4 separate regions of the Sus scrofa genome follow, and all the other regions are linked to region 1. The links are chromatin contacts, called in public HiChIP or PLAC-seq maps. All regions are on one chromosome and are shown on one strand. Each heading gives the region's core, a stretch centred on a gene start, on an enhancer-like site or on the middle of the called end of the contact. The rest is flanking DNA. Distances are from core to core; before and after follow the strand shown. Region 1 has its middle 170 kb from the start of TAB2. Region 2 overlaps TAB2 (TGF-beta-activated kinase 1 and MAP3K7-binding protein 2). Region 3 overlaps TAB2 (TGF-beta-activated kinase 1 and MAP3K7-binding protein 2). Region 4 has its middle 37 kb from the start of TAB2.

The links. HiChIP or PLAC-seq counts read pairs in DNA pulled down with a chosen protein or histone mark.
Region 2: a contact with region 1 is called in an H3K27ac HiChIP or PLAC-seq map of alveolar macrophages. The contact joins two enhancer-like sites. A contact is called at or near these places in 1 of 47 Hi-C or Micro-C datasets (blood) and 2 of 2 datasets of contacts at active chromatin or transcription factors (alveolar macrophages and skeletal muscle).
Region 3: an H3K27ac HiChIP or PLAC-seq map of alveolar macrophages shows a contact between it and region 1, with 9 times the contacts expected there. The contact joins two enhancer-like sites. A contact is called at or near these places in 1 of 47 Hi-C or Micro-C datasets (embryonic fibroblasts) and 1 of 2 datasets of contacts at active chromatin or transcription factors (alveolar macrophages).
Region 4: an H3K27ac HiChIP or PLAC-seq map of alveolar macrophages shows a contact between it and region 1. The contact joins two enhancer-like sites. A contact is called at or near these places in 1 of 47 Hi-C or Micro-C datasets (embryonic fibroblasts) and 1 of 2 datasets of contacts at active chromatin or transcription factors (alveolar macrophages).

Annotation. Positions count from the first base shown.
Region 1 is chr1:16,779,770-16,787,178 of Sscrofa11.1, reverse strand. No RefSeq gene overlaps it. Among named protein-coding and RNA genes, the nearest start is that of TAB2, 170 kb to the right of the region's middle. Within about 2 kb of position 2,993, at least 6 of the 83 cell types and tissues checked have an H3K27ac peak or open chromatin away from gene starts, as enhancers often do. A contact at or near this core is called in alveolar macrophages, where this site is marked.
Region 2 is chr1:16,534,023-16,541,431 of Sscrofa11.1, reverse strand. TAB2 (TGF-beta-activated kinase 1 and MAP3K7-binding protein 2) reads left to right here. Exons shown (of 8, transcript XM_013992499.2): 5 at 381-541; 6 at 753-846; 7 at 2,263-2,343; 8 at 6,106-7,409. The coding sequence ends at 6,248. Among named protein-coding and RNA genes, the nearest start is that of TAB2, 74 kb to the left of the region's middle. Within about 2 kb of position 3,666, at least 1 of the 83 cell types and tissues checked has an H3K27ac peak or open chromatin away from gene starts, as enhancers often do. A contact at or near this core is called in alveolar macrophages, where this site is marked.
Region 3 is chr1:16,553,581-16,560,989 of Sscrofa11.1, reverse strand. It overlaps TAB2 (TGF-beta-activated kinase 1 and MAP3K7-binding protein 2), which reads left to right. Exons shown (of 8, transcript XM_013992499.2): 4 at 685-2,182. Among named protein-coding and RNA genes, the nearest start is that of TAB2, 55 kb to the left of the region's middle. Within about 2 kb of position 4,714, at least 2 of the 83 cell types and tissues checked have an H3K27ac peak or open chromatin away from gene starts, as enhancers often do. A contact at or near this core is called in alveolar macrophages, where this site is marked.
Region 4 is chr1:16,645,338-16,652,746 of Sscrofa11.1, reverse strand. No RefSeq gene overlaps it. Among named protein-coding and RNA genes, the nearest start is that of TAB2, 37 kb to the right of the region's middle. Within about 2 kb of position 2,561, at least 4 of the 83 cell types and tissues checked have an H3K27ac peak or open chromatin away from gene starts, as enhancers often do. A contact at or near this core is called in alveolar macrophages, where this site is marked.

The sequences.
Region 1 (7,409 bases), core at 1,744-4,243:
GGAACTCCTGCTGGGAAGATTTAGAGTTACTATGCATCCAATACTTGGCACAAATGCTCGATCCCACTAGAAAAGCACAGCAGAGATCAATCTGCGGGGTGAAAAAAATAACCTGAAAAATGCTTCCTACTGCAGGAGAGGGAATGTAGACATAAAGCAGTGTGTTTTTGTTGTGTTGGCAAGAACGTTTGGGCAGAGATGTATTATGGCCACTTCAAAGACAGAGTTCTGAATCGGTTCAGGAACGAAATCTGCCTCGCTTTTTTCACCAAGCTGCCGAAGGATCTGTGCTCTGTGAAACGCTGAATAGTATAAATGAGACCACTCAGGGTCTGAGCCCTGCAGTTCTGCGTGTCAACACTCTGCATACTCCCCTTCTTAATAAATGGATAAATTCTACATTTCGACAACGGTGACACTCTCCATGTCCTCCGTGGCGGCTACTTTGTTGGCCGCGCTCAGGAAGCCTGAAAGGCTGCGGAGAATGTTAACAGGCCTCAAACGCGGCCTTTCGTGGCAGGCTCTTAGAAGGTGGTGCAGCGAGAAGCTTCTGAAGCGGGCCCAAGCTAAACACGGGATTTGTCACACGCATGGCAATGACATAAAACTGGTGTGTGATGGTGCCCCTGGTTTTTCTGAAATGCGAGACTCTGGTCCAACCTCTGGACGGGAGGCAGCTGCTCTAGTGAGTTACGTTTTCATCAAATAGCCTTAGAAGCCAGAATCCTTTGTGTGGGGCAAGGAACAGTCACTGGCTCTTTTCTGTTTCCACCGAGGCCAGGACAGGAGGAAATAAAATGGATCAAACAGCACAGACAGGATTTAGTTTGACACAAGAGAAAACATCCTGCCGGTGAGAATTATTGAACAGTCAGGGAGAACTCTGGGGGCAAGCATACAGCCCTCTTCTCTGAATATTTTTTTATTGTTTTTAAAGAATTTTAATTAAAGTACAGTTGATTTACAATGTTCGGTCAATTTCTGCCCTATGAATGTATTTTTTTAAAAGCACCTCAGCTTGGACTGAGGGGAGAAGGCTCTCTGAATCAGGGACCAGCAACCAACATCCCTAAAGGGGGTACCTGTTTACCAGCTCACTTTCTGAAATACTGATGGAGAACACAAGGCCCTTTAGACTGCCTCGTGTACCAAACCTTCCCATAATTGTGGCCAATGGCCTTCTCTTTTAAAGGAGAAATAATGCCAGTGTGAACCATGGGACTCAGATAACTTCTTTTTTTGGCTGCATGCACAGCATATGGAAGTTCCCAGGCCAGGGATCGAAGCCAAGACACCGCTGCGACCTATGCCATGGCTGCAGCAATGCCAGATCCTTAACCCACTGTGCAGAGTCAAGGGTCAAACCCACGCCTCAGCAGTGACCTGAGCCCTGCAAAGACAAGGCCAGATCCTCACCCCGTGCAGCTAATTTCCTAAAGGCCAACCGTGTTGCTTCTCCCAGGGAATGCAAGTCTAATGAACTAGGTTCACCCTGGGCTACAAGCTGAGGTGGGCCCCTGGGTGACAGGCCGAGGGGGAGCTGCGAATGTTAGAGAGGATGAAAGGGAGGCAGGATGGCCCCGGGATCACTCATCCTCTTCTTCACAGTTTTATCGAAGCTTCTATCAACCTACACAACCGCTGAGCAGTAGTGTCCTCTCCTGCCCGTATCCGCCCCAAGGCTGTGAACTCCTTGTGTGAGGATGAGAAGATGAGGGAGACTCCCTCTACACCTGTCATCCTCTGATCCTGAGATGCCTCGATTTTCCCCAGAGCCACACACCCTGCCTTCAAGGGAAGCTCAGAGTGTCCCCAGTAGGAGGCGCATGACATGCATCAGCTCAAAGGAGGATCATTAAGGACAGGGGTAGAACATCTACTAGGAACATAAAGAGAGCATCTATAATTTCATAACAACAGCTAAAACTTATGGAGAACTTCATACATGCCAGGGAAAGTATTCTAAGCTCTTTTCACGTGTTATCTCATGTGGTCCTCACAAAGCGCTTTGTTATTCCCTTTCGTGGACACCCTGGGGGGAACTGTTCACTCAAGGGGTTAGGGATCCTTAGTCTCCCATTGGGTCAGGGAGCAGCTGGGCAAGTCTCTTTTTCTTTCTTTCTTTCTTTCTTTGGGCCACACCTGCGGCATATGGAAGTTTCCAGGTTAGGGATCGAATTGGAGCTACGGGCTGCCAGCCTATGCCACAACACCTGATCCTTAACCCACTGAGCAAGGCCAGGGATTGAACTTGCAGCCTCAGGGATCCTAGTTGGGTTCATTACCACTGAGCCCCAAGAGGAACTCCTCTTTTCTCTTCCTTGAGTCACCCCTCCCTTGGTTCTCTGGTGACTCGTCTCTTCCTCTGAGCTTGCAGGGTGAGGCTGGATAGCCGTGACTGAGAAGCACCCACGGAGCCCCAGGGACGCGAGGAAGGAGGGAGAGGATTAGACCCGTTCTGTTCCAGGAATCGAAAGAGAAGGCCGTGACCTCAGCCTTTCCATCACATCCTTCTCTGGAAGCAGGACTAAGACCACTCTCGCTGCTACCCTCGCCCACACTCCTCTCACTGAGCCAGAAAAAAAAAAACCCTCACAGTCATTGTCATCACAGCCCTCCAGACAGCCTGGACTCGAACTGGCAATCACAATGAAATCCTTTTGCCCTCCCTACCTAACGCAGAGCGGGTTTTCCTTTAAGCATCTCAAACCCACATACACCTCAGACAGAACACGTATCCTGGCAGAACAGCCCAATCAGTAAATCACACTGACAATAACAAAGGTGTCACCAGCTGGTCACACACAGCTCTGCTGAACCTCCCCCCACTTCCTGGTCCTGGGCACATCCCCTGATAATACTCAGAAGCGCTGTCTAAGCACCCCCCCCCCTTTGCTGCCTGGACCAATTCATGATAGCAGTAAAGGTGGGAAGAGAAGAGGGTGCTGGAGGGGGGGGGTCTTGGCCTTAAGCTGGGAGTACTGGGTGCTGCTCCCCACCCAGGCCAGGAGGGGGAGCAGAGCCTCTGTAGAGATTTCCAGGTCTTGCTCCAGCCCGGACACCAGCCAGAGGGAGAATGTCTGGGATGGGCCCACAGGGGACTCGCCCAGCTTTTCAGGCACAGTGTTCACCTCTTCAATTAAAGGACCTTCAGCCCTGTTCCCCGTGAAACCCACACACCAGCTGCCTCTTACCTCCCCAGCTCCTGGAAGAAAAAGAAGTCTGAAGAACCAATGAGAGCCTGCCCACAGGTAATGTTTTTATCTCAAAAGGACTTGAAATTGGTGTGTGGAAGACATTTGCAGCAGTGACTGAGAAGTTGCTCTCCACATTAAAAAGGAAATGTTTCTGCAGAGTTTCTGGAGAGTCCAGAGGAAAAGAATATAGAAGACGGAAAAGGGCTTGGCCACTACCCCTGGTCACAGCAGATGGAGCAGGAATCTCTTTCTCTGGCTCCCGCAAAGGAAACCAAAGTGTCTTGGAAGTGGATGGTTTTTCTTAGGGGGACAAAGCAGAACAGTTGTGCTCATTGCTTTCCCTTTCAGCTATTTCCCCTCAAGGAAAGAGGTTAATAAGGCAGTTATGGGTGGGTTGGAGTTTTTCTTTCTGTCTTTTAAAGTGGCTAGTTAGCTATCCCTGCTACATGTGGGGATGAAATTCCAAGTTCACCTTTTCACATGAAGTCCAGAGGGGTAACAATAGAGCTTTTCACGAAAAGAATTTTTTTTTTTCACCCTTAGGACATGATTCAAATAAAACTGCAGAAAAAAGAAGATGATGTGGGAAGAGAATCAGGGTCATGACTCTGGCAAAAGCCAAAAATGAGGAAAAGAAACATGAGCAAGAACCCACAAAAAGACCAAGAAAGACGGTGAAAGAAGAAAGAACAGGGTCATGGAGAATGCCCGAGCATTAAGGCCCAGCATGTGTTTATTCCTTCTTTTGAATCTCTCCCATTTGGCAAAGTTGAATCCAAGAGAATTCAGGGAATAAAATGGTCAAACCTTCATGTTTTCACCACTGAGTAGAAACTGGTGTATTCTCATGATCATTGCCTTCAAGCCCCAACTTGCTCATACAGCCCACACTTTCTGCTGTGATAACTTGGAGAGATGAGAAAAGAAAAGACTCCTGGAGAAATGACAGGAGATGCTGCTGGGCTAGTTCTTGCCTGACTCTGTTGAAAGTCAGATGGTGAAACTCAATCTTCCTGAAATCTATTTCTCCTGCTGAGCTTATGATTAACTACTCTATCCAGAACTGTACTTCTGTTCTTGTTTTGCCCCTGTTTCCCTCAGGATTGGGAGTATTAAAGATAAGGGGGGATTGAAACTGAGCAGAACGCTGCAGGGCCCTTCTGGGTACAAAAGCATCTCTGTGTTCCCTGTTTCTTGTTTGTAGAAAAAGGCTTTAGTCTCCTAGGTCTTCCCTGAGTTCCAAAGAACAGACTTAAGCAGTTACTAATTAGGGAAGTAAGGGAATGCAGAAAGAAAGGGAAAAGAGTCAAGCAAGAAAAGTAATGATAGCTTGGGAGTTCCCATTCTGATAATTAGCCTGACTAGTACCCAGGAGGATGCAGGCTTGACCCCTGGTCTCACTCAGTTGGTTAAGGATCTGGCATTGCCGTGAGCTGTGATGTAGTTTGCAGACACGTCTCAGATCTGGCCTTGCTGTAGCTGTGGTATAGGCCAGCAGCTGCAGCTCCAGTTCTACCCCTGGGAACTTCCATATGCTACAAGTGTAGCCCTAAAGAGCAAAAGAAAAAAAAAGAAAAGCAATGATAGCTGAAACAATAGTTCAGCACAGAGTCCTCCTTCTTTCTCAAGGAATATACAGGACAGTCTTATGCATATCTTGGAGTTATTCTGAAGAAATTAATAGCCCCCTTCTCCCCCATGTGGAGGTTGGTGACTACCTGCTGAACGCGAGCACATAGAACCCAGGCACTTGGAACCAGAAAGCTGATGATTAAGAGTTCCAAAACATCACCCAATAATCTCACCACCAACCAATCAGAAGAAAGTCCAGGAGCTGCAACCCTCACCCAAAATATTGCCTTTAAAAGCCCTTCCCTGAAAGCCACCAGGGAGTTTGAGTCTTTTGAGTATGAGCTGCCAATTCTCCTTGTTTGGTGCCCTACAATAAATGCTGTACTTTCCTTCACCACCACCCGGTGTCAGTAGGCTGGCTTTGTTGCATGGTGGGTGAGCAGACTAAAGTTTGTTTGGTAACAATTTAATGGAGAACTACCTAGAATTTAGGAACAGATTCAAAGAGAGCTCTGAGTCTCAAGAGGAAAACATCCTTTGGTAGCATCTCTGGGACTTGCAGATAGGTTTCTACTTTGAAGTCCTGGATTTTCAGATAAGTAATGTGTTACTTGCAAAAGTAGTCTGATTATCCATCAGGCAACATTCATAGGTTCAGTAGGAATTCATAGGAGCAGAAAGGCACTAATGAGGGTCTTGACATGATCTGGGGGCCCCAAGAATATAGAAAGATCAATCTTCTCTGTCATGTTTGGCTCTTGAAAGAAGAGACAGATAGGGGATTCTGGGGAAAAGAAAGAGTACTGACAGGCAATAAAAGCTGAGTTTCTGAAATTTTCACAAGAGGCTTCTACATCCTCCATGTATACTATGATATTGAACAAAGTCTTTGTTTCCCACTGTTCATTTCTTAACCTATCTAAAACAATTAATGAGAAAGAAAACCTGTATAAATAAAGTGTCCTTTAGACTAGCCCATTAAAAAAAGAGCTGTACATTTAAATGCTGCACACAACAAAATAATACTTATTGAAAGGAAAGGGAAAAAATAGACCCCCAAAGGAGGGGAAAGAGCGAGAGGTTCTAGATAAAGAGACACATTTCCTACCAAAAGAAGTATGCAAACAAAATAGACTGGGCAAAAGACGCTAGAGGAAAAGCGAAGGAAGCTAAACAATGGCTTTATTGATTTAAGACATGTGGATTTCATTAGGAAAGCTGAATGCATAAAAATGGGTTGTGATATCTGAACCAAGGCAAGGAGCAAAATTAGGTCACAGAGCTCCTTGGACAAAAGAAATGATGAATCTTTATTAGGGAATTGGACTCAGAGGTAAGAAGAAAAAAAAAAATAACTCTTTTCCTCCTCAACCCCCCTTTGGAGATTTTTTTAAGCCTTCAAAGGTAAATCTACATGCTGAACTAAAATGGTAAATCCCAGAGCCCCCCTTTTTGACATAGCATCTGCACTGCCAAAGAATCCCTGGTCCAGAAACTGGAGATTCCTGGGGAAAAACACTCATGCTGATATGGAAATAAATAATGGAGAGATCAAAGCAACACTTGTAAGATGCCCCAATGGCCCCAACGCAAAGCTGCAGCTGAATTCGAATGTAATAAAGTAGCCATAATAATATTGTTTCCCTTGGATAGACATTTTCCTCTGAAGACCTCATAACCCATGGTAGCTTATATAAAGTTGATATGCTGTTCATATGGGAGCCTCGTTTTAATAATAATGGACAAGAAGTCACAATCACTGAACTCTTCAAATGAGAAAATTTGTACTTCAATAGATGCATAGAAACTGTGACGGGAACCCTTTTGTATAAACCTTGTAATTTAATTTTGACCCTTAGGCTTGGCAGGCCAAGCCAAGGCAAAATTTTTAGTTAAAAAAAATTTGTCTTTTGTATCTTTCTTTCTGTTCCCTTCCCTCTGTGCGTTCCTTTTTCTACAGCTTCCTCATATTTCTCTTGTAACCTAGCTGCCTCTTTCTTCTTCCCACCAAGATCTATGATCCCATAAGCTGCCCTTCCCTTACAGCCTTGCACGTTTGATCTCGACCTCCCCAGGATCTCATGCCCTTGGGCCCGGCCCGAGGAAGGGCCCCCCCAGCTCAACCAACACAGGAAGGAGCTACTGGCCTCATGTTTGATCCCTATCAGATAATACTTGCATTAAATAATTGCCGTATAAACATTCCAACATACAATGTTATAAATTGAGGTAAATAACTATGGATGGGAGTTCCCGTTGTGGCTCAGCAGCTTAAGAACCCGACTAGTTTCCATGAGGATTCGGGGTCAATGAGGATGCAGCCTAGCCCAGTGGGTTGAGGATCCGGCATTGCTGCAAGCTGTGGTGTTGGTCAAAGGCGTGGCTTAGATCCAGTATTTCAATGGTGTGGTGTAGGCTGGAAGCTGCAGCTCTGATTCAACCCCTAGCCTGGGAACTTCCATATTCCACAGGTGCAGCTGTAAAAAGGAAAAGAAAAAAAACTATAAATGAATTTACTGACGGAAAAAAATGCAATAGCCTTTCATGTCTTAAGGAGTAAATGAGTTTTTGGAGCACCTGTTTTGTGCAAGGCATCCTACCAAACTCTTTGAAATGACAGAGACAAAAACAACACATAAC
Region 2 (7,409 bases), core at 2,417-4,916, 250 kb after region 1:
GTTTTCCCAAGCAGTTCATCATTCATATGACAATATTGATTGCTTATTTTCTTTCTTTGAAAATCTTAGGAAAGTAGGGAGTTCCCATTGTGACTCAGCGGCTTAAGAACCCAACTAGTATCCTTGAGGATACAGATTCGATCCCTGGCCTCACTCAGTGGGTTAAGGATCTGGTATTGCCACAAGCTGCCTTTAAGTTAAAATTTTTCAAATTTTAAATGTTTAAACTCAAAATATTTTGTTTTACTGTTATATTTGGGATTCTTGGCAGCCTGTTGTTTGTCACAGCAATAGTCATTTGTTTTGTTTTCCCAAGGCTGTTTTAAGGTTAATTGACTACAAACTGGGCGGGTCTTGATGTTTACTAATATATATTGCAGCTCTTTTGGTACATCAGAAGGCCAGAATGGAACGACTTCAAAGAGAACTTGAGATTCAAAAGAAAAAGCTGGATAAACTAAAATCTGAGGTCAATGAAATGGAAAATAATTTAACTCGAAGGCGTCTGAAAAGATCAAATTCCATATCCCAAATACCTTCAGTAAGTCTTTCTATAACTGTTGTGACTGCTATGCTTGAACATGAGAATAGGCAATCTGTCATAAGTGTAAAATCTTGATCTAGTTTTTTAGAAATGCTCTTAATTCATACTTGGTTTTATGTCCTTATCTCCTCCCTGCAAAACTCCACTCTTTCTAACTAATAACACAAGAATTCAATGTAAATCCTTCTCACATGGAATTATTTTTCAGCTCGAAGAAATGCAGCAGTTGAGAAGTTGTAATAGACAACTCCAGATTGACATTGACTGCTTAACCAAAGAAATTGATCTTTTTCAAGCCCGAGGTAAAGTTCAGTGCATTCTTAACTGAAATTCATTGTATTAATTTACCATCTCATTTCCTGTAGCTGAAAACAGACTTAACAATTGTAATCTTACTGTTTCAGATTTGACTTTGGAGCCAGATAGTGTTAAATAACTCTTGGATTTTTATTTTCTTTTACCCTCCCCCCAAAAGTTACATATTTGGCTGAGGATTAAGCTGATAAATTTTATATCCTATAGTTACCCTTTGGTCTTATGTTATGGAAAGACAACAATTAGTATATGTCTGGCTGTATTGCCAAAATACAGTATTGCTGTTATGTATGTGTTAATATAATCCGTTACATTATTTATCAAGGTTAAAATGTATGTATTCATATACCTTTTTCCTTTTACCTTTCAAGAATTACCCTTCTAAGAACATAATTAAAAAGGCACCCCCACCCTAATGGCACTATCTTAATTCATTAGAGAAAAAAATTAAAATATGGCTTATATGTATTTTGGGACAGTGATAGTGTATTATGCTTGAGCCATTATTGACAAGCAGTAACTGCTTATTATAGAGTAAAGTATATTTACAATTCAGTTTCATAAACAACTAAAAGGAAATTTTATAACTGAAACCTGATTCTTAAGTTTGAGAAATAATAGAAACATATAAAATGGAAAAAAACAGGAAACGGAAGGAAGCCAAAAAATAAGAAGTCCTTAATCACATTTTTGAGTATGTGCCCAAATCCATTAAACTGAAAGATGATTTGTTTTATTTTCTTTTCGTAAGTAAGCTGTTTATATTGAAACATTCATAGAAAATGCCATAATTTACATTTGGAGAGAAAAAGAAAGTGCTGGTCTACAAACTTCTAGCTCTTGAACTTGTTCCTTTTGTTTAAAATCTGAAACGTTATATTACATTAGTGCAAGGTTTTTATACTTACTTGAGGCCAAGGTATTTAGTTGCTTAAGACCATGTTTCACCACTTAAAATTATATTTTAAATTGTTAAATTTTGGCAGTTCCCTGGTGGCCTAGTGGGTTGGGTTAAGGATCTGGCATTGCCGCTGCTGTGGCTTGGGTCACTGTTGTGGTACCAATCCTGGGCCTAGGAACCTCTGTATGCCACAGGCAGAACCAAAAAAAAAAAAGAAATTGTTAAGTTTTATGTGAACTTGTCATCGGGAACAAGGGTCTAGTCTAATTCTGCTACCGTCTTACAGCATTAATTTGACCTCCCCAGTTGACCTCTGTCACGGGTACTGTGACAGAGTACCTCAGCTGTTGTGAAATTCTTACATGTAATTTGAGATTAGAGGTGCAAAATAAATGAAAAGCATTTCTTCTACTTATACCCTGATGTTAAAATATTTGGTTTTTTTTTAATTAAATATTTTTGAGCTATAAACATTAATATACTTACTTTTTATATATTTCAGGACCACATTTTAATCCCAGCGCTATTCATAACTTTTATGACAATATTGGATTTGTAGGTCCTGTGCCACCAAAACCCAAAGGTTAGTGTATCCAGTAAGTGTGAAAACTGTTGCATTTTCAAAAGCAAGATTTTAGAAAATTTTATTTTTAGAGCAACCTTTCACTCTAGAAGGGTTCAAATGTTAGCTTCCTTGGGTAGATTCATTAGGAAGATATTTATTTTCACTTACATGCTGGAAATTGGGGAGGGTGCAAAAATGTCATGTACTTAGCTCTTTAAAAGTAATACATGTGTCCTTAGGATTCATTATATACTCCCAAAATTCAGGTCTTGGGGAAAAAAATCACCAGGTACAAAAACACATTGTTTGAAATTTTAGACAAATGGGAAGGAAGATGTCTTAGGGAAGTTTATTTTTCATGAGTATCCTGTTTTATTTAGTTTATACATAATTCTGTATAATCAAATATTCTGAATTCCAACCGGATGGTTTTTGAAAATTACCTACTGTCATTTTTATATCATCGATATTTGCAGACTACATACACCAAACTGAGAAATGTCAAAACATTTGTGTAGGTTTTTCTTCCAGGCATTAAAAAATACAGAGAAAAGGAAACAAGAAATAACAAGTATGTTACTAGTTCTTTGGTTTTTTACAAGAATTTTTCACATTCTCATTCAGTATCCTGTTCTCCCCACTCCCTTGTTTTTGTTCAAGTGTAATTTAATTAAGCATCACTGTATTTTCATGTTTTTATTTAAATGTTTTAAACATAGCTGAACTGTTATTACAGAGGAACAAAAGTGAGATTAGGGTATTTGGCACAGTATGTGAGTGAGAAAATGTTCAGACATTGGATGCTATGTAGGTGTTAATCGAACAAAGGAATAAAGAAATGAGTAGTAGCCTAGCTTCTTAAAGTAAGCAAAGTGAGTTTTTAAACTCTGAATGAGTTGCCTTCATGTAATCTTTTTACTCTTTCAAAAACTAAAATTTTTCATATAAAAAGGCCCTGTTTTGTTTCACCATGGAGTACTTACCTGTTGAGAGAAGGAGGGAGGTGGAATATAGAAGATTTTGGTCTCAACAGTTGTTGAGTGAGGGTTTATTTTACTATTCTCCCTACGTCCATATGTGTTTGAAATTTTCCATGATAGAAAGAAAGAAAAGGTCCATTACTTTAAAAACTTTTCACAAAAGATAGAAGCTTGTGTGCTGGCAATTTTTGGAGAAATTAAAGAATCAGTCATGTTTGCCTTAAAGCTAAAAAAAGGGAGTTACTAGTTTCACTTAAGAATTTTCCTTAGTTCTTAAAATCAGTTCTGCTTTACAGTGCAGGGTTTTTAACTGCTAAAATGAGGTGTGGAAATCACAAGTCCTCCTTTGCAATCTGACTTCCTCTTTTTTTTAATTCCGGTGGTTACTTAGTTTCCAAATACCTCTAATAAAGAGAGTCATAATTCTAAGTACTATAGGAGATTGTCCAGAGGTAAGAAAACCATTGGAGATTTTCACGTTAAAAAAAGTTTAGGTCCTGGAGTTCCCGCCTCAATAGATTGAAGTGTTAATATAGATTGAATTTGAATGGCCTCCCTAAAAATCTTTGTTTTGTAGTTAAACAAAAAGGGTGGACAAAATTTTACTAAAAATGTGCCAGATAGGAAAGTTTTCTATCGTGAGTGAGGTCAAAATTCTAGTAAGTAGAATGAATTATCCCCAGATTAAAACAATTATTCTGTAAAATGTTTCCCAAGTATGGGGTGTGAAACAATTTTAGATGGTATAAGTCAAACTTTTAAAACTGCATTTATTTTAATGTGGTGTAGCTGATACTAGTACCAACTTGTGCTGTCAGATCCTTATTTTTCAAATATTTTTTCTTAAACCTTAGGTATTTGTTTTAAATTATTCAGTTTAAATAAAATTACTATATAAGCAGCACTCTCAAGTTGCTCATGCATATGCCAAAAATTGTGATGATGCCTAAAAATTCTGACAATGCCTGAAGTGGGAATTTTGCAATAAAATATTTAAGACTGATCAGTAAATAAAGTGCTGCTAAAGGGGTGCAAAGTGCCAGACATCACTTAATCATTTTAAATTTTTATGTTTTCGTGTATTGTATATAATAGTTTGTTGAAATAGCAGAAAAGGCATCTTGTAGTTACTAGTTCAGGGGAATAGGTGGAATTTGCAAATTAATATCCATTATTTTAACATAGTTTAGAACTACAAACGATATACCTTGACAGGAGAAGTCCAACAATGCGTGCTCCATTTACTTTAAATCTCCCCAAAATAATTTGTAGGAATACTATTATAAATTATAATGAGACCTCCCTCCCCCCAAAAAAAGTTGTTTTGTAAATTTAACTTCGTCTTAGACACAGTCATTGAGGAATGTAATTATTCTTAGATTTAAGATACTTCTGACCATTCAAACATTCTAGAACATTGGCCTCTTAAAGCTGCAGTGGCTTTATTTTTCCTAATTTATTTCATTTTTTTAAAAATTTTTTTCCTTATAGTTGATTTAAAGCTGCAGTGACTTTATAAGTAAGAAAGATTATACCTAGAGGATTCATGATTTATCTAAGATCACAGAGCAAAGAAATCAAGAGTTAGTAGGGAGTTCCCATCCTGGCTCAGTGGAAATGAATCTGACTAGTATCCATGATGACACAGGTTCAATCCCTGCCCTCACTCAATGGATTAAGGATCCAGCGTTGCCGTGAGCTGTGGTATAGGTCAGAGAAGCAGCTCGGATCCCACATTCTGTGGCTGTGGTATAGGCCAGTGGCTAGAGCTCCACTTTGAGGGGACCTCCATATGCCACGCGGCCCTAAAAAGACCAAAAAAAAGGGAGAGAGTTAGTAGCAAAGGCGCAGTTCTCACAATTCTCAACCTCGTATTCTTTCTACCGTTCCATAATAAATACAATTTTAAAATAAAATGAGAAATAGAGTATGGTAAAATTTTACACTGATTAACTTCTCCAGTGTTTATCGCTGATATTTAGTTAAATAGTAAAAAGATTTTAGAAATTAGTTCATCTTTATATCTTACTGGTGTTCAAGCTTAGATTTTTAGCAGATAGAGAACATTTAATAAAAACTTCCATTCCTGGAGTTCCCGTCGTGGCGCAGTGGTTAACGAATCCGACTAGGAACCATGAGGTTGCGGGTTCGATCCCTGCCCTTGCTCAGTGGGTTAAGGATCCGGTGTTGCCGTGAGCTGTGGTGTAGGTTGCAGACGAGGTGAGGCTCGGATCCCGCGTTGCTGTGGCTCTGGCGTAGGCCGGTGGCTACAGCTCCGATTCAACCCCTAGCCTGGGAACCTCCATATGCCGTGGGAGCGGCCCAAGAAATAGCAACAACAACAACAAAAAAGACAAAAAAAAAAAAAAACTTCCATTCCTGGTAGAAAACAGAACTACAAATACTACTTCGGTGGAACATGAGACACAATAAATGCACTTACGAGTATTGCATTGTAGTTGGACACCTTTTTGAGGTCTTGGGTGATTTTGTGGGAATCTTAGCCATTTGCTAATTGATTTCCCTTTTCTCCTGCTGCAAGTTGGGAGAGATGATGCTCTTTTCCCCTTTGAGGTGATTCTGAGCTGATTATGTCATGTCTGTGTTGCGATTTCCCAGCTAAGAAGTGCCAGCCTGATAGAGGCTGCTGAGGATCAAGCATGTGTATCCGTTTCAGCTAGAAGCTTCATTTGGTTAACAAGCTCCTTCATGCTGGGCAGTACAAAGATTGTTTCAAGTTGTCAGTAATTTATGGCTTTGTGATTTTTGCTTCTAAAATAATTCTTTTGCTTCCTTACAGATCAAAGGTCCTCCATCAAAACCCCAAAGTCTCAAGACACAGAAGATGACGAGGGGGCTCAGTGGAATTGTACTGCCTGTACTTTTTTGAACCATCCAGCCTTAATCCGTTGTGAACAGTGTGAGATGCCAAGGCATTTCTGAGCCAAGAGGCCCTGTGTCTTCTCTAAAACCACATCTGAAGTTCAAGAAACCAGTCTGTCATCAGGGGGAGAGTTTCACTGCTTAGGATTTTGTCAAATTGAAGGTGCAGCAAGATGGTGTCGTGCTAGTGTCAAACGTCAGCCCACAGAGCTAATAATACCTCAGTCTAATGTCACAGGCAGTTGAAAGTCATCACATGAAAGGGGATCTGCTGAAAGACTCGGTTGCCCGCTGCCTAACCATGTACAGTGTTACCCGCAGCCCGTTGTGGATAACTCTCAGTATATCCATGCCTGAGTGTTCCCGGTGCCTTTTCCCCTCATGTCACTACTGAATTTTGACAGGAGGAAGGAATAGACAGTAGCTTTTTTTCCTTAAAGCTTTGGTGAAACACTACAAACATGAAGAAAAGGAACAAGGTTTAACTATTTAAAAACTGTGTGCTGCCGCTTAGTGCCAATGGATAGGGGAAGAAGTTCACAAATCTGTGGTACTCTTGGCCTTTGTCTTTGTCTTCCCTGAAAATGTCTCCACTCTGTGAAGCCAGCATCTAGGGTCTAAAGATGAACAGGAAAGCAGCATGCATTGTCTGTACAAACATGGAGTGAAATATCCCCAGAGCTTTTCCTACTGTACAGATCTCTTGAGTCTGCTTTAAGTGATTTCTTTTCTTCCTTATTATTTTCTTATATTTCTATATGTATAGTGTAATAGTCTTTTGTTAACTAATTTTCTTTTTTCCTTTTAGTGATTAAGCACGATCATGTCCCTTTTTAAGCCTTACCTGAGCGAAGCAATGCCTTAAAAGAAAAAAGCATTAATGAAATGAAACCATGCACAAAATAACTTTCCTCTCCTTCCTCTGTACTTTGCCCTCATAAGTGCCGATGTTCTGTGAAGACATACGATGCTGCACAGTGAACTGCAAACAATATTACAAGACTTATGTCTGTAGGTCACACTATATACTGACCTTCTCAGTGGGTAGCACAATTCAGTATTTTATCTTCCACAAGGAAGCCTAAAACAAAAGATATTTTTAACCCACTGACAGCAACAAGGTTAAGCTTGCTTTACCTGCCGGTGTCCCACAGAACTTTCACCAGAGATTACTGTTGGGAAAGTACAGTTTCAAAACCAGCAACAATAGCAGTACCTACA
Region 3 (7,409 bases), core at 3,465-5,964, 230 kb after region 1:
CCAGCAACACAGTATCCGAGGCACATCTGTGATGTAAGCTGCAACTCGTGGCAACACTGGATCCTTAACCCACTGAGGGAGGCTAGCGATCAAACTCTCATCCTCACAGAGACTATGTAGGATTCTCAACCTGCTGAGCCACATCGGGAACTCTGGGTTGTTTTTTTTTTTTTTCAAACACAAGAATAAGCACATAAGGAATTGAGATGCCTTTGTTAAAATTTGAGAACTTTTAAATACTGCAATATAGTTTTTTAAAGGTCATTGATACAAGAGAAATACATAGTACTTGAATCTGTAAAATATTAATTATACAGTATTATGTACTTAAGTGGAATACTTATATTTTGTTCAGCATTCAAATCACATTTTTAATTAAGCTGTAATTTTCCTGTATTTGCATGAATACATTTTACTATAAAAATAGCTCCTAAAACAGAGCAATGACTTGGTTCACTTTTAGCTATTGCTAGTTAGAGAACCTTTGCCTTACATTAGTAGTGAGGATTTTTAATTCAGCAATTTGCATAAATAGTAGTTATTCTTAAGTAAAAAGGGCTCAGATATATCTGTTATAATTACATTAACTAATCACTTGTTGATCGTGTAGTATTTTAATAGGGATGAGAGTGTATGCATTGGCTTCTGATTGTTAACACAAGATGTTTTTGTTTTGTTTTATAGAATAATAATAACCTGGATGCCTGCTGTGCAGTTCTTTCTCAGGAGAGTACAAGGTATCTTTATGGTGAAGGAGACTTGAATTTTTCAGATGATTCTGGAATTTCTGGTCTACGCAATCACATGACTTCTCTCAACTTGGACTTGCAGTCACAGAATGTTTACCACCATGGAAGAGAAGGAAATAGAATGAATGGAAGTAGAACTCTAACGCACAGCATTAGTGATGGACAGCTTCAAGGTGGTCAGTCCAATAATGAACTATTTCAGCAGGAGCCACAGACAGCACCAGCTCAAGTTCCTCAAGGCTTTAATGTTTTTGGAATGTCTAGTACATCAGGTGCTTCAAATTCAGCACCACATCTTGGATTTCACTTAGGCAGCAAAGGAACATCTAACCTTTCTCAACAAACTCCCAGGTTTAATCCCATTATGGTAACTTTAGCCCCAAATATCCAGACTGGTCGTAATACTCCCACATCTTTGCACATACATGGTGTACCTCCACCTGTACTTAACAGTCCACAGGGAAACTCTATCTATATTAGGCCCTACATTACAACTCCTAGTGGTACGGCTCGACAGACACAACAGCATTCTGGCTGGGTATCTCAGTTTAATCCCATGAACCCTCAACAAGTTTATCAACCTTCACAACCTGGTCCCTGGACTACATATCCTGCATCTAATCCTCTGCCACATACCTCAGCCCAGCAGCCAAATCAGCAAGGCCACCAGACCTCTCATGTCTACATGCCCATCAGTTCACCTACTACTCCACAACCACCAACAATTCATTCGTCTGGTAGCTCACAGTCTTCTGCCCATAGCCAATATAACATTCAGAATATTTCAACAGGACCTCGAAAAAACCAGATTGAAATTAAACTTGAACCCCCACAAAGAAACAGTTCTTCAAAATTGCGTTCTTCTGGACCTCGAACCTCCAGCAGTTCTTCGGTCAACAGCCAGACCTTAAATAGAAATCAGCCCACTGTTTACATAGCTGCCAGTCCCCCAAATACTGATGAGGTGATGTCCCGTAGTCAACCTAAGGTCTATATTTCTGCTAATGCCACCACAGGAGATGAGCAGGTCATACGGAATCAGCCCACTCTCTTCATATCCACAAACTCTGGAGCATCTGCTGCTGCCAGGAATATGTCTGGGCAAGTGAGCATGGGTCCTGCCTTTATTCATCACCACCCTCCCAAAAGTCGAGCAATAGGCAGTAACTCTGCAACTTCTCCTCGAGTGGTGGTCACTCAACCCAATACAAAATATACTTTCAAAATTACAGTTTCTCCCAATAAACCCCCTGCAGTTTCACCAGGGGTAGTGTCCCCTACCTTTGAACTTACAAATCTTCTAAACCATCCTGATCATTATGTAGAAACAGAAAATATTCAGCACCTCACGGACCCTACTTTAGCACATGTGGATAGAATAAGTGAAGCACGGAAGTTGAGTATGGGATCTGATGATGCTGCCTACACACAAGGTAATAATAATATTGGAGGTGGGATCATTTTCCATTCTGGGCTTAATTGGTGTGCATTTGATTTCACTGAAGAAATGAGTATCAGTTTTATTATTTTATCTTTTAAATGTTACCTCCCAAAAATACTGTCTTAACCTTGGAGAGTATTCATCATATACATTTTAAATAGCAATTTTATTATTACTTGAAGCTTGAATGATAGTGTTATCAGATTTTCAGAGTAATCAACTGTTATTTGTTAATGTTTATAAAACTCTCTTTGCAGTAGCTCATCCATGGTGATGTTAACTTTCCCTTTAAATTTTCTGCAAATAAAAATTCATAAAAACACAGATTTTAATAAGAAATTAGTGGACTAATATAGTAATTCTTCTTTGACCAGAAGAATCCTCTGGTCTTCATTTTTTAATACAATGTTTTCTGTCTTATTTTATATCAAAGTTTAAAACGCTGTGATTTCTTGAATAACTCTGAAGGAGATATCTGAATCCTTTTCCTGATAGTTGTTTCTTTCTGCCTCCCTTAAAAATCAGTTAATGTTGGAGTTCCCATTGTGGCTCAGTGGGAACAAACCTGACTAGTATCTGTGAGGATACAGGTTTGATCCCTGGCCTCACTCACTGGGTTAAGGATCTGGCGTGGCTGTGGCTGTGGTGTAGGCCAGCAGCTGTAGCTCCAATTTGACCCCTAGCTTGGGAACTTCTGTATGCCACACCTGTGGCCCAAAAAAGAAAAAAAAAAAAAAATCAGTTAATGCAACCTTTCTTTTTATTTGGAATCGTGAATAAATAGTTTTAAATCTGTCTCACTTGGTTATCCTTTTCTGAAATAAACTAGCTAACATTGGCATAATATTAAATTATATCTATATTCAATGAGGATTTCTATCATATATTTTATCTGACCCCTTAAATTATTTAATCTTCAGTAGGAAACTGTTAAACTCATTCAGATTAAAAAAAAGTGAAGTGTTTGTTTTCTTGAATATTGATGTAGGTTAACATAAATTAGCTGGAGTCCTTTAGAGTTAGAATGTATCTTAATCATCTTTGTATCCTCAGTGAATTGTGCCAGGTGTTATAGGTTGGAAAATACTCCGTCATCACCCCCCCGTTGTAGCATGTGGCCTCCTGCTACCACTAGTACCACTTATCCTTTATTTAAGAGTAGTAATTTTACTGCTGAGTATCTTAACAGAGCCTGATTGTTTTGGTTTATTTTATGTTTTAAACAGTTCTAGTGATTCTCAACCTAAGGTGGACTGTGGCGATTTCAAAGTCTATAATCACCTATGAAGCTTTCAAAAAACCAAAATGTCTAATACCAGCCCAGACTTACTCAATTAGATTTCCTGAATGGTAAAATCTAGGTGCACATGTGCAGGTGTACACATGTGTGTTTTAGAAATTCTGCTGAAACTTTTCTGATTTTTCCATATATCTGTGACTAAACTAGAACCATTTTTGTTTAATTTCAGCAGTAAATGGTTTTTAATAATACTCTGATTTTTTTTCCACCGATAGGTAATTCTCCTGTTTTTCCCCCAAAATCCTTTCTTCCACTCTCCTTCCATCAGAGATTTCCTATGTTTGGATAATTGCTGATTCTTAAATGGAGAATAATTTTTTTTCTTCCAGTTTTACTGAAATATAATTAACACACAGCCCTTTTTAAGGTGTACAGCATAATGGTTTGGCTTACATACATCATGAAATGATTACCGCAATAGATTTAGTGAACAACCATCATCTCATAGATACAACACTCTATTATTAATAGATTTTAAAAATGTATTTTCCTTCTGATGAGAACTCTTAGGATTTACTCTTAACAGCCTTTGTTTACAACATACAGCAGTGTTAATTATCTTTACCATGCTGTACATTTTACATCCCTAGTATTTATCTTTTTTTTTTTTTTTTTGGTCTTTTTGCCATTTCTTGGGCCGCTCCCGCGGCATATGGAGGTTCCCAGACTAGGGGTCTAATCGGAGTTGTAGCTGCCAGCCTACATCAGAGCCACAGCAACGCGGGATCCGAGACGTGTCTGCGACCTACACCACAGCTCACGGCAACGCCGGATCGTTAACCCACTGAGCAAGGGCAGGGATCAGACCCGCAACCTCATGGTTCCTAGTCGGATTCGTTAACCACTGCGCCACGACGGGAACTCCCTAGTATTTATCTTCTAACTGGAAGTTGGTACCTTTTGACTGCCTTTGTCTAACCCCCCTCCACCCCTGCTTCTGATAGCCACAAATCTGATCTCTTTTTCTGAGTTTGTCTTTGAAGTATAATTGACCTACAACACTGTTATTTCCTAGTGCACATCGTGATGATTCTATATTTCTGTACCTTTCAAATATTACGTAATTATTGACTGTATTCCCCAGACTATACATTTCATACTTACGACTCAAAATTTTGTAACTGAAGTCTGTACCTCTTTTTTTCTCATTTTTGGCCACCCCACCGCACATGGAGTTCCCTGGCCAGGGATCAGATCCAAGCCACAGTCACAGCTTAAGCCGCAGCTTCGGCAATGCTGGATCCTTAACCCACTGTGCCAGGGATCTAACCTCCGACCCAGGATTCCCAAGATGCCACCAGCAGAAACTCCAAAAGTCTGTGCCTCTTAATCTCCCTCACCTATTTCTCTCCTCCTCCCATCTCCCACCCCAGAGAGTAAATTTTTCTATGAAAATAGTTTGATAGGAAGTTTCCATTGAAGTAGACATAAGATATTCATATTTAACTAGAGTGCGAAAATATGGAGTTGCGTAAAAATTGCTATTTCCCCATTCTGTCTTGCATCTATACTGGTCAGGACTTTTCCCACTGCAGTCCACCGCAGCTCCTTCTGTCAGGGCCATGACAGCATTGTTGCTAAACCCAGGGGTCTTTCAGCCCTTGGCTTCCTTGATCTGGAGCAGTGTTGGCCTCGGTCAGGCACCCTCTTCCCTAGGAAACGTTGTGCTCATTTGACTTACAAAGTAGGATACTAGACCAGGATTCCACCTCTCCTTTCATTCTCTGGTGGCTCTCCCTCATTCTCTGACCTTTCGCCTCCTGGTTCTTCCACTCTTCTAAGAGCTGAAAGCAGAATGCCATCCGTTGGGCTTCCTCTCTCTCATGTCTTGACCATCCCCTAGATGATCCCAGCCTCATAACTTTAAATATTCTATGCTGATGGTTCCAGATTTGTAGCTTTAACCTGAGATTCCCTGAATTTCAAGCAGTTCATTTAACTACCTACGTAACAGCTCCATTTGAATGTTTACCAGGCATCTCAAGTTTATTGTGTCTGAAACAACTTCTGACATTGTCCCCAACTTTACTCTTCCCATCTCAGTTAATGGCAGCTTAATCAGGCCAGAATCCTCAGAAACACCGTTGACTTCTTCTTTCTTTCACATTTCAGAGTAGAAAAGTAAGTTGAGCCAGGTGCCTGAATCATAGGAAAATATTTATCCCATGTTGAGGAGAGAACACACATAATTAATTTGGTAACCAAAATGCATTATTTTTCATATAGTATTTAAAATCTAAGTATATTACAGTAAAAACTTCGAAAATGAGCATTTGTTTGTAAAAGATATATTGTTTGATATGCCCTCTGGTGCAGAATGAGAAAAAGAGGAAAATTAATGCAAATTCTGCTGGGACCCTGTTCATCTCAGTGATGCCAGTTCTATCACCACCACCTCCTCCATAAAGGCAATAAATTATACTCAAGTCCTTAAAGCGTTATAAGACTCAGAGACAAAAATGAGTCCCAAATAAACAAATTCATTTTATAGAGAGATTTAAAGTCTATCAGTATGAAGGAGATTCTTGTTTTACCTGCTAAAGAGAACAAATATTGAAGTGAAGATTATTTACCAATAGTAAGGTTACTGGCCAGATAACATTTCCTCCCTTGAGCCAGGCCACCTGACTCTATATAACTTCTGAACAGTATTAATAAATATTTTCATCGTTCACTGTATTCTGAGATTTTCTAGTGTCCTCTCCCACTTGTAAAAGTGTACTTTTTGTAATACTGACAACTTCTGTAGGTAGGTAGAACAAACTTGACTCATTCAAATCAGTTTTCATCCCAGGGAGGTGGGAGGCGGGGATGACCCATGGTCTGTATTTGGTATAATTACCTGAGCCTCTTAATAATTCATATCACTGGCAAAAATGATTTCTCCTTCTCTGTCTACAGAGGGCATCTATGGTATTGATGTAGCTAAAGTCATAAGCTTTTTCTTTTTTTTTTGTCTTTTTGCCATTTCTTGGGCCGCTCCCATGGCATATGGAGGTTCCCAGGCTAGGGGTCCAATCGGAGCTGTAGCCACCAACCTACACCAGAGCCACAGCAACGTGGGATCTGAGCGTCTGCAACCTACACCACAGCTCACGGCAACGCCGGATCCTTAACCCACTGAGCAAGACCAGGGATTGAACCCTCAACCTCATGGTTCCTAGTCGGATTCGTTAACCACTGCGCCATGATGGGAACTCCAGTCATAAGCGTTTTTAATGATACTTTAATACCTCTTTTTCCCAGGTATATTTGTGGTCCTATCAAAGCTGTAGCTTTGACCTTGAACCTAAAATAGAAATAGAAATACAAATGAAGTGAAAATTAGCTTCTTGGACTTTGTATCTCTCATTCCTTGCCCTTTTTTTTTTTATCAGTACTTCCCTCTAAATCACAATACCTTTCTGTTTAACAAGATTTAATAAAAATGCTAGTCATGGCAAAAATTGAGGGGACTACATATTCTTTTAAAAAGTAGATATCAATTTATATTTTTTAATTTTAATTTACAATTTGACTTCTGTTCATCTGCTGATTGGAAATGCCATTTTTCGGATGTTGACTCACAGTGTTGACATTGAGATTACATTAAATTAACTCAATGATTAAGCTTAACTGACATCAAGCCACTTAAAGAATTTTTTTTTTTCACATCTGCCGTATTTCTCATAAGTTTTTCCCAGTCTTAAGACCTTTTCAATTTGGAATAAATCTCAGGGTTGGAAGAGTCTAGAGACTTGAAAGTTCACCTAGAACTCTGCCAACAGAAGTTATCTAGTCCACTTACCCATCTGACAGTTGGTCCTGCAGGATTCCTTTCAGTTAGAATGGGTTTATACACTTGAATACCTGTGAGAAACAAACTGCCTTCTAAGGTAGCACATTCAGGTTATTTCCTTTGTCAATCTTTTTGTACAAG
Region 4 (7,409 bases), core at 1,312-3,811, 130 kb after region 1:
CCTTTCTCTGATCACAGCTGCCTGCACTGAAGTGAAAAGCTGACCCACGATGAGCTGAGCTGGCCAGATTCTGCCTCCTTTGAACTGAGATTGAGTCAGGGGTCACTTAGGACTTGGGGCGGATCGCCAGGCTGGGCCATGTATAAGCAGAAGAGCCAGCGCAGAGGAGCTTCTTGTATGCAGAGAGCAGCAGGTTGGAGGGACCTGGTAAGCACAGAGAGAAAAGGGAGCCAGTGGGTGGGGAGAAAGCTGCCAGAGGCTTTCTCGTTTCCACGGAGCAGGAAGATCTCTCGCATCTGGGGTCTACATACATTCTCTACATCGCCTCATAAACTCCTTTCTTGATATGAGTCGAGTGGGTTTTATTTTATTGCATCGCATCCCTGATTCCATCTCTAGTGCCTGGCCTTCTAAGGCAGTGGAATCCTACGCTGAGATTATGTATGCCAGGAAGATGTCCACCCAAAGGCTGGGATTCCTGTATAAAGTGGCCAACTTCTTATTCTTCCAAATAAAAGCCAAGAAATATTAGAGGGTACCCTCCACAACATAGTGCTACAAATTGTAACACATGTGTAAGAGATAACATTTTAAAATGGAGTAGTTTTATTTAAAACTTACTACAGGGGAGTTCCCGTCGTGGCGCAGTGGTTGACGAATCCGACTAGGAACCATGACATTGAAGGTTCGGTCCCTGCCCTTGCTCAGTGGGTTAACGATCCGGCGTTGCGTGAGCTGTGGTGTAGGTTGCAGACGCGGCTCGGATCCCGCGTTGCTGTGGCTCTGGTGTAGTCCGGTGGCTACAGCTCCGATTCAGCCCCTAGCCTGGGAACCTCCATATGCCGCGGGAGCGGCCCAAGAAATAGCAGCAACAACAACAAAAAAGAGAGACAAAAGACAAAAAAATAAAAAAAATAAAACTTACTACAAATGATCCTTTTTTTCCATTTTTAAATTATAATTTACATATTGTAAAGTTCACCCTCTTTTAGTGTGTATTTCTTCAAGTTTTGACAAATGCATAGAGTCGTATGACCCCGCCACAGCAGAATGGTTAATAGACTAGTTCCTTGACCCTAAAAAATTCCTCTGCAATCAACCCCTAACACCTTCTCTAGCCTCTGGCAACCATAGGTCTGTTTTCTGTCATCTGATATGTAGTTTTGTCTTTGCAAGATTATCATACAAGAAAATCCTACAAGACATCAACTTTTGAGTCTGACTTCTTTCACGTAGTGTAATGTATTTGCGATTTAGCCATGTTGTTTCAGGCATCAGTAACTCATTCCTTTTATCACTAAGTGGTATCTCATTCCGTGAATGTATCACATTATGTTTATCTGTTACCCCACTGAGAGACACTTGGTTTGTTTCCAGTGTTTGAATAAAGCCACTACAAACACTCACACACAGGTTTTTGTGTGAACATAGGTATTTATTTCACTTGGGTAAATACCTAGGAGAGGAATTGCTGGGTCATATGATAAGGGTATATTTAACTTTACAAGAAACTGGCCAATTGTTTTCCAATGTGGCTGTGCCATTTTGTGGTCACACCAGCAATAGATGGGAACGCCAATGGCTCCTATCCTAGGCAGAGATTGATAACAATACATTTGTTTAACTATCCTAATAGGTCTTTGATGGTATTTGCGGTTTGATTTGCATTTCCCTGATGATTAGCAATGTTACACATATTTTTATGTGCTTATTTGCCATCTATATATCTTCTTTAAAAAAAGTCAGTTTAATTCTTTAGCCCGTTTTTCTGTTTGTTTTTTTGTTTCTTTGTTTTGCTTTTTAGGGCCTCACCTGGTGCATACAGAAATTCCCAGGCTAGGAGTCGAACTGGAGCTGCAGCTGCCAGCCTATACCACAGCCACAGCAACGTGGAATCTGAGCCACATCTACAACCTACACCACAGCTCATGGCAACACTGGATCCTTACCCCACTGAGCGAGGCCAGGGATAGAACCTGCATCCTCATGGATGCTAGCTGGGTTTGCTTCTGCTGAGCCACAGCAGGAACTCCTCTTTGGCCCATTTTTAACTGGCTTGTTTGGTTTTCTTGTTATTGATTTTTAAGGGTTCTTTACATATTCTGGAAACAATTCCTTTATCAGATATATGCTTTGCAAATATCAGCTCCCCATCTGGGGCTTTTCTCTTCAGTCTCTTAGCTAATGCATTATTCTTATTTTTTCATTTCAACTTGGACAGTTGAAAATATTGTCAAGAATGTCATTGGCGTGACAGTGTTTGGGAATCCCTGCTATGTGGAACACAGAGTATGGGCAGGGATGTGAATCATTTCTCTAGTGAGCTAGTTCATACTGTACACAGCTTAAGCTTACTTAAGAATGGGTAGGCAGCTCTACTGCATGGGGTTATTCAAGAGCCCAGGTTCTTTCAATCTTGTGGCTCCATCATCTCTGGCAGATTGTCTTCCTCTGCTTGGTTGAAGCTCATTCACCATGATTTTATCTGCATTCCTACTCTAAGGAAAAGAGGAAGTAGAGGGCAAGCCACTTCCTTTTTAGGAAATGACCCAGAACTAACTAACATCCTCTTGGCCACATCTTAGTCACTTCTCTACAGCTGGCTGCTAGGAAGGCTTGAAAGTATATTCATTAGCTGGGCAGCCAAGTGGTGTCATTAAAACTCTATTACTATGGAAGAGGATATATTAGGGGACAGTAGCCATCCACCAGAGATAGAACATGGAGCTGTCATAGTTAAAATCAGATCTTCTTACTCAGGACAACCAGAAAGCAGAAGTTACGCAAGCCTTTGCTTGAAGTCACTTCTGAGGTTAATAGAAAGTTGAATGGATGATTTTTCTCTTGCTTTCAAATGAGCAAAAAGAGTTGGGAAAAAACGGCATAAAAGAGGGAGCCAAGCATCAATTGTGTCAGACGCCCCCACCAAGCCAGTACTACACACCTCCAGCCCCACCCTCAACCTTCCAAAGACTGAGTTGACAGAGAGGTAAGAGGAAGTTGTTGAGTAATTGCCTTGTGGGGAATGCAATTTTCTGTGGTAAGGGGTAATTCCTTCCTCATCCTGGGAGAAGGGAGAAGGCTGTGTCCCTTCTCAAAGGTAAAGGAGTAAAGCTCAAAAAAAAAAAAAAAAAAAATACTCCTAAAACCAGAGCAGTGTTTCTCATTCCAGGGCAATTTTGCACCCCGGGTAGGGTGGCCCACAATCCTGGTTTGGGTTGGGACTGAGGACTTTCTGCATGTTTTAGTTTCCTATGGCTGCTATAACCAATAAGCATAAATTTTAGTGGATTCAATGATGCGTACTTATTATCTTACAGTTCTGGAAGTCAGGAGTCTCCCTAGACTGAAATCAAGGTGTTGCGACAGGATTGGGTTCCTTCCGGAGGTTCTTGGGGCGAATCCATCTCTTGCCTTTTTCCACTTCTCGAGGCTGACTGCAGTCCTCGGCTCGTGGCCCCCTCCCATCTTCAACGTCAGCGAGTGCGTCCCTCTGATCTCTGCTCTTGGCGTCACATCTCCTTCTCTGACTCTAGCATGGCTGTCTCCCTCTTCTAAGGACCCTTGTGATTACAACAGGCTACATCATCCAGGATAATCACCCCAACTCAAGACACCCAACTAATCACATCTGCCAAGTCCCTTTGGCCATGGAAGGTCATGTATTCGCAGGTGTGGAGGATTTTCACATGGACAGCTTTGGGGGCACCACAGCAGGTGCACCACACCAAGACATGGGGCTTTTAGGCATAACGCCAGGGAAGTCAGTCACCCTAGCACCAGGAGACATTCAGCAATTTCTGCAGACACTTGTGACGGTCGCAACTGTCATCTAGTGGATAGAGGTCTTAGAGAAGAAGGAGCAGTGAGCAGCACTGGCATGGAATCGATACCTGAGTTCCCCGTGGCTTACATCCTGGGGAAGAGACACTTGAGTGGCTCTTGTGGACGGGTGCCAAGAGGTATCTGCCCTGTTAGTGCCGTACTCTGAAGATAGGGCTACCAAGTGAGGTCTACCAGCAAGGGCAGACTGCCAGGGCAGGGCTAGAGGAGGCTGGTTGAGGTTGGGCCAGGGCCAGACCTTCCTAAGAGGGAATTGTGCAGGGAGGAAGCTTCCCGTGCTGACTTATGTATCCCATGAGAGAATCAGCCTTGGGATGCCTGGCACAAAGACGGCATCATGTTAGCAAAGGAACCAACAGCAGAAAAGAAAACGAGCAGATGGTCTTTGTATCCCTCCCTCCCGTTGTCCCTGGAAATGAAATGGGAAAAAGGGAACAGACAGACCAAGCCCACACACAGTTTCCTTCCTTGCTCACAGCTCTTTTAGCCAAAAGTCTGACCTGCAGTGGGGGTGTGGGAAAGTTTTGAATGAGATACGTGATTAGAATTTAAGCTGGACTGATGTCGCTTGTCCTGTGAGACTTCTGGATGACCGAAGGCAGGATCACCCAGCCTCAGCAATTCAAACGCACTGCTCTTTATTCATGTCACCCAGAAAACTGTTGGTTCTGGGCTCTGGTGCAAGATTCCACCACACTTTTGAGTTTTGGACTGAGGTCCTCTCATGTCTCCAACAATGCTTTTGGTCAATGGAAATATTATACTTTTAAGACATAAAACTAGATTATGAAAGATTTAACTTGTTCCCGTTGTGGCGCAGTGGTTAAAGAATCCAACTAGGAATCATGACGTATGGGTTCAATCCCTGGCCTCGCTCAGTGGGTTAAGGATCCAGCGTTGCCTTGAGCTGTGGTGTAGGTTGCAGACGCGGCTCGGAGCGGCTCGGATCCCGTGTTGCTGTGGCTCTGGCGTAGGCCGGTGGCTACAGCTCTGATTAGACCCCTAGCCTAACTCCGTATGCCGCAGGAGCAGCCCTCGGAAAAGGTAAAAAGACAAAAAACAACAAAAAAACTCTACCTTGTCAAAAATAGAAGCCTGCTTCATTAGCATACAGAACTCTTATTCAAATAACAGAATCTAAATGCACTCACCGTACAGAATAAGTTAGTTATTATATTTTATATTCCTTTTATTTTTATTTTTATTTTTTAAATTTTTTATTGAAGTATAGTTGATTTACAATATTGTGCCAATTTCTGCTGTTCAGCAAAGTGACCCAGTCACACATACATAAACATTCCTTTTCTTATATTATCTTCCATTCTGATCTATTCCCTTTAAATGACTCATACCACAGAATTAAAGGCATGATATTCATGATTTTGGTATTTGCTATATTTTTCACTTGAAAACAGCCTAAAGGGAGTTTTAGAGACACGGTTTATGATACAGTTAGTCCTAATTACAACACTCTTTGAAAACATCTTAATAGTATAAAATTAAATGCTACCAAATGGAAATAGAGACCTACAGAGAGGAATGAAGAGCATTAGAAATGATAACTGCTTGGGTAAGATTTTTTGCTATTATTATTTAAAAGAAAATTAATGTACTGTTTAAATAAAAATAACAATGTAGCTTAAAGATACATGAAAACTTGTATATAGATATATAAGCATAATAGCACAAAAAGAGGGAGGAATAGAAGTGAAAATACACACTTGTAAGGTGCTTATACTATATTTGAAGTGGTAAAATGTCACCTAAAGGTAGACTGTGATAGATCGAAAGGGTATATACCAAAAACCTGAAAGGAACCAAAATAGCAAAGCAAAGCATTATAACTAGCAAGCCAACAAAGAAGATGGAATGGAATCATAAAAACATGTAATTAATTTAAAGAAGCCAGAAAAAGAAAAAAGAAAAAAAAAAAAGGAAGGACTAAATAACAGATGAGACAAAAGGAAAACAAATAGCAAGATGACCAATTTAAACCTAACCTTATCACTAGTCATATTAACGCAAGTGGGATCTAAACATCCAAATTAAAAGGCAAACATCGTTCAGAATGGATTAAAAAAGTGAGACAAGTATATATGTCCCATAAGAAACATACTTTATGCATAAAGACAAAAAAAAGATTAAAAGTAAATGCTAGAAAAATACATCGTGCCAAAGCTAATCAAAAGAAAAACAGAGTGGCTATAATAATATCTGGCAAAATCAATGGCAGCACAAATTTTTTTTTTTTTTTTTTTTTTGTCTTTTGCTAGGGCTGCACCTGCAGCATATGGAGATTCCCAGGCTAGGGGTCGAATCAGAGCTATAGCCACCGGCCTACACCACAGCCACAGCAACGCAAGACAAAATTTTTACCAGAGATTTTTTTTTAAAGTCATTTCTTAATGATAAAGGTGTCAATTCAGCAGGAAAACATAATAATCCTACATTTTTATGCCTCTTACAGCAAAGTGTCAAAATACATGAAGCCAAAGTGATCGAAGTGCAAGGAAAAACAGACAAGTCCATAATTACAGTGAAAGAGTTCAATAACTTCTGTCAATCGCTTATAGAACAAATAGAAAATCAGGGAGAATATAGAAGATTCAACCAGAATCATTCATCAATTTGACCCAATCGACATTTATAGAACATTCCTCCCCCACAAAAACAACGCAGACATTCTTTTGAAGGGCCTGAGGAATGTTTAGCAAATTAGATTATAACCTGACTCATAAACAAATTCAAAAAATGTTCAAGGTTCAAGCCATACAAAGTATATTCTCTGACTACCATGAATTAAATTTGAAATTAAAAGGATGGAATGAGAAATCTTTGAGATTATTAAATGTGTGACTTTAAAAAGTTACTCACTGGAGTTCCCCTCGTGGCGCAGCAGAAATGAACCAACTAAGAATCTCAAGGTTTTGGGTTCAATCCCTGGCCTCGCTCAGTGGGTTAAGGATCTGGCATTGCTGTGGCTGTGGTGTAGGCCGGCAGCTGTAGCTCTGATTCAACCCCTAGCCTGGGAACCTCCATATGCCATGGGTGCAGCCCTAAAAAGAAAAAGAAATAAAAACATTTTTAAAAATTAAAAGCAAATTAAAAAGTTACTCACTGCCCCTTCAGATCCTATTTTAGGGCAAAAAATCAGGACAAATCTGAATTCAACAGGAGTTGACTCTCTTTCCACAACAAAGTCCGAGACTGTGACTGAGTCACGTGAATTAGTCACACCCCGAGAGAGCTCTGCTTGCCACCACGCTAAGGGGGAGCAGCTCTTGTTATACAGGCTAAAGAAAATATTGCCTGCCTTGAAAAAAAAGATCTCTTCCCACCCACCTCAGGCCATAACACATCACAGAAAAGCATTCCAGACTGCTGGTTCATAATAAATTTCAACTGACTAGGGGAGATTAGGGGATCCATCCGGGCTGTGGGGGCGGGGGTGGAGGATTGGAGATAAAGGAAAAAAAAAACCTTTTAGTGGAGATTTTATTTCCTACCTTAACAAGCAAAAGGTTGACTTTTCGTCACTGCTTTGTCACCCTAGAAAGAATAATCTA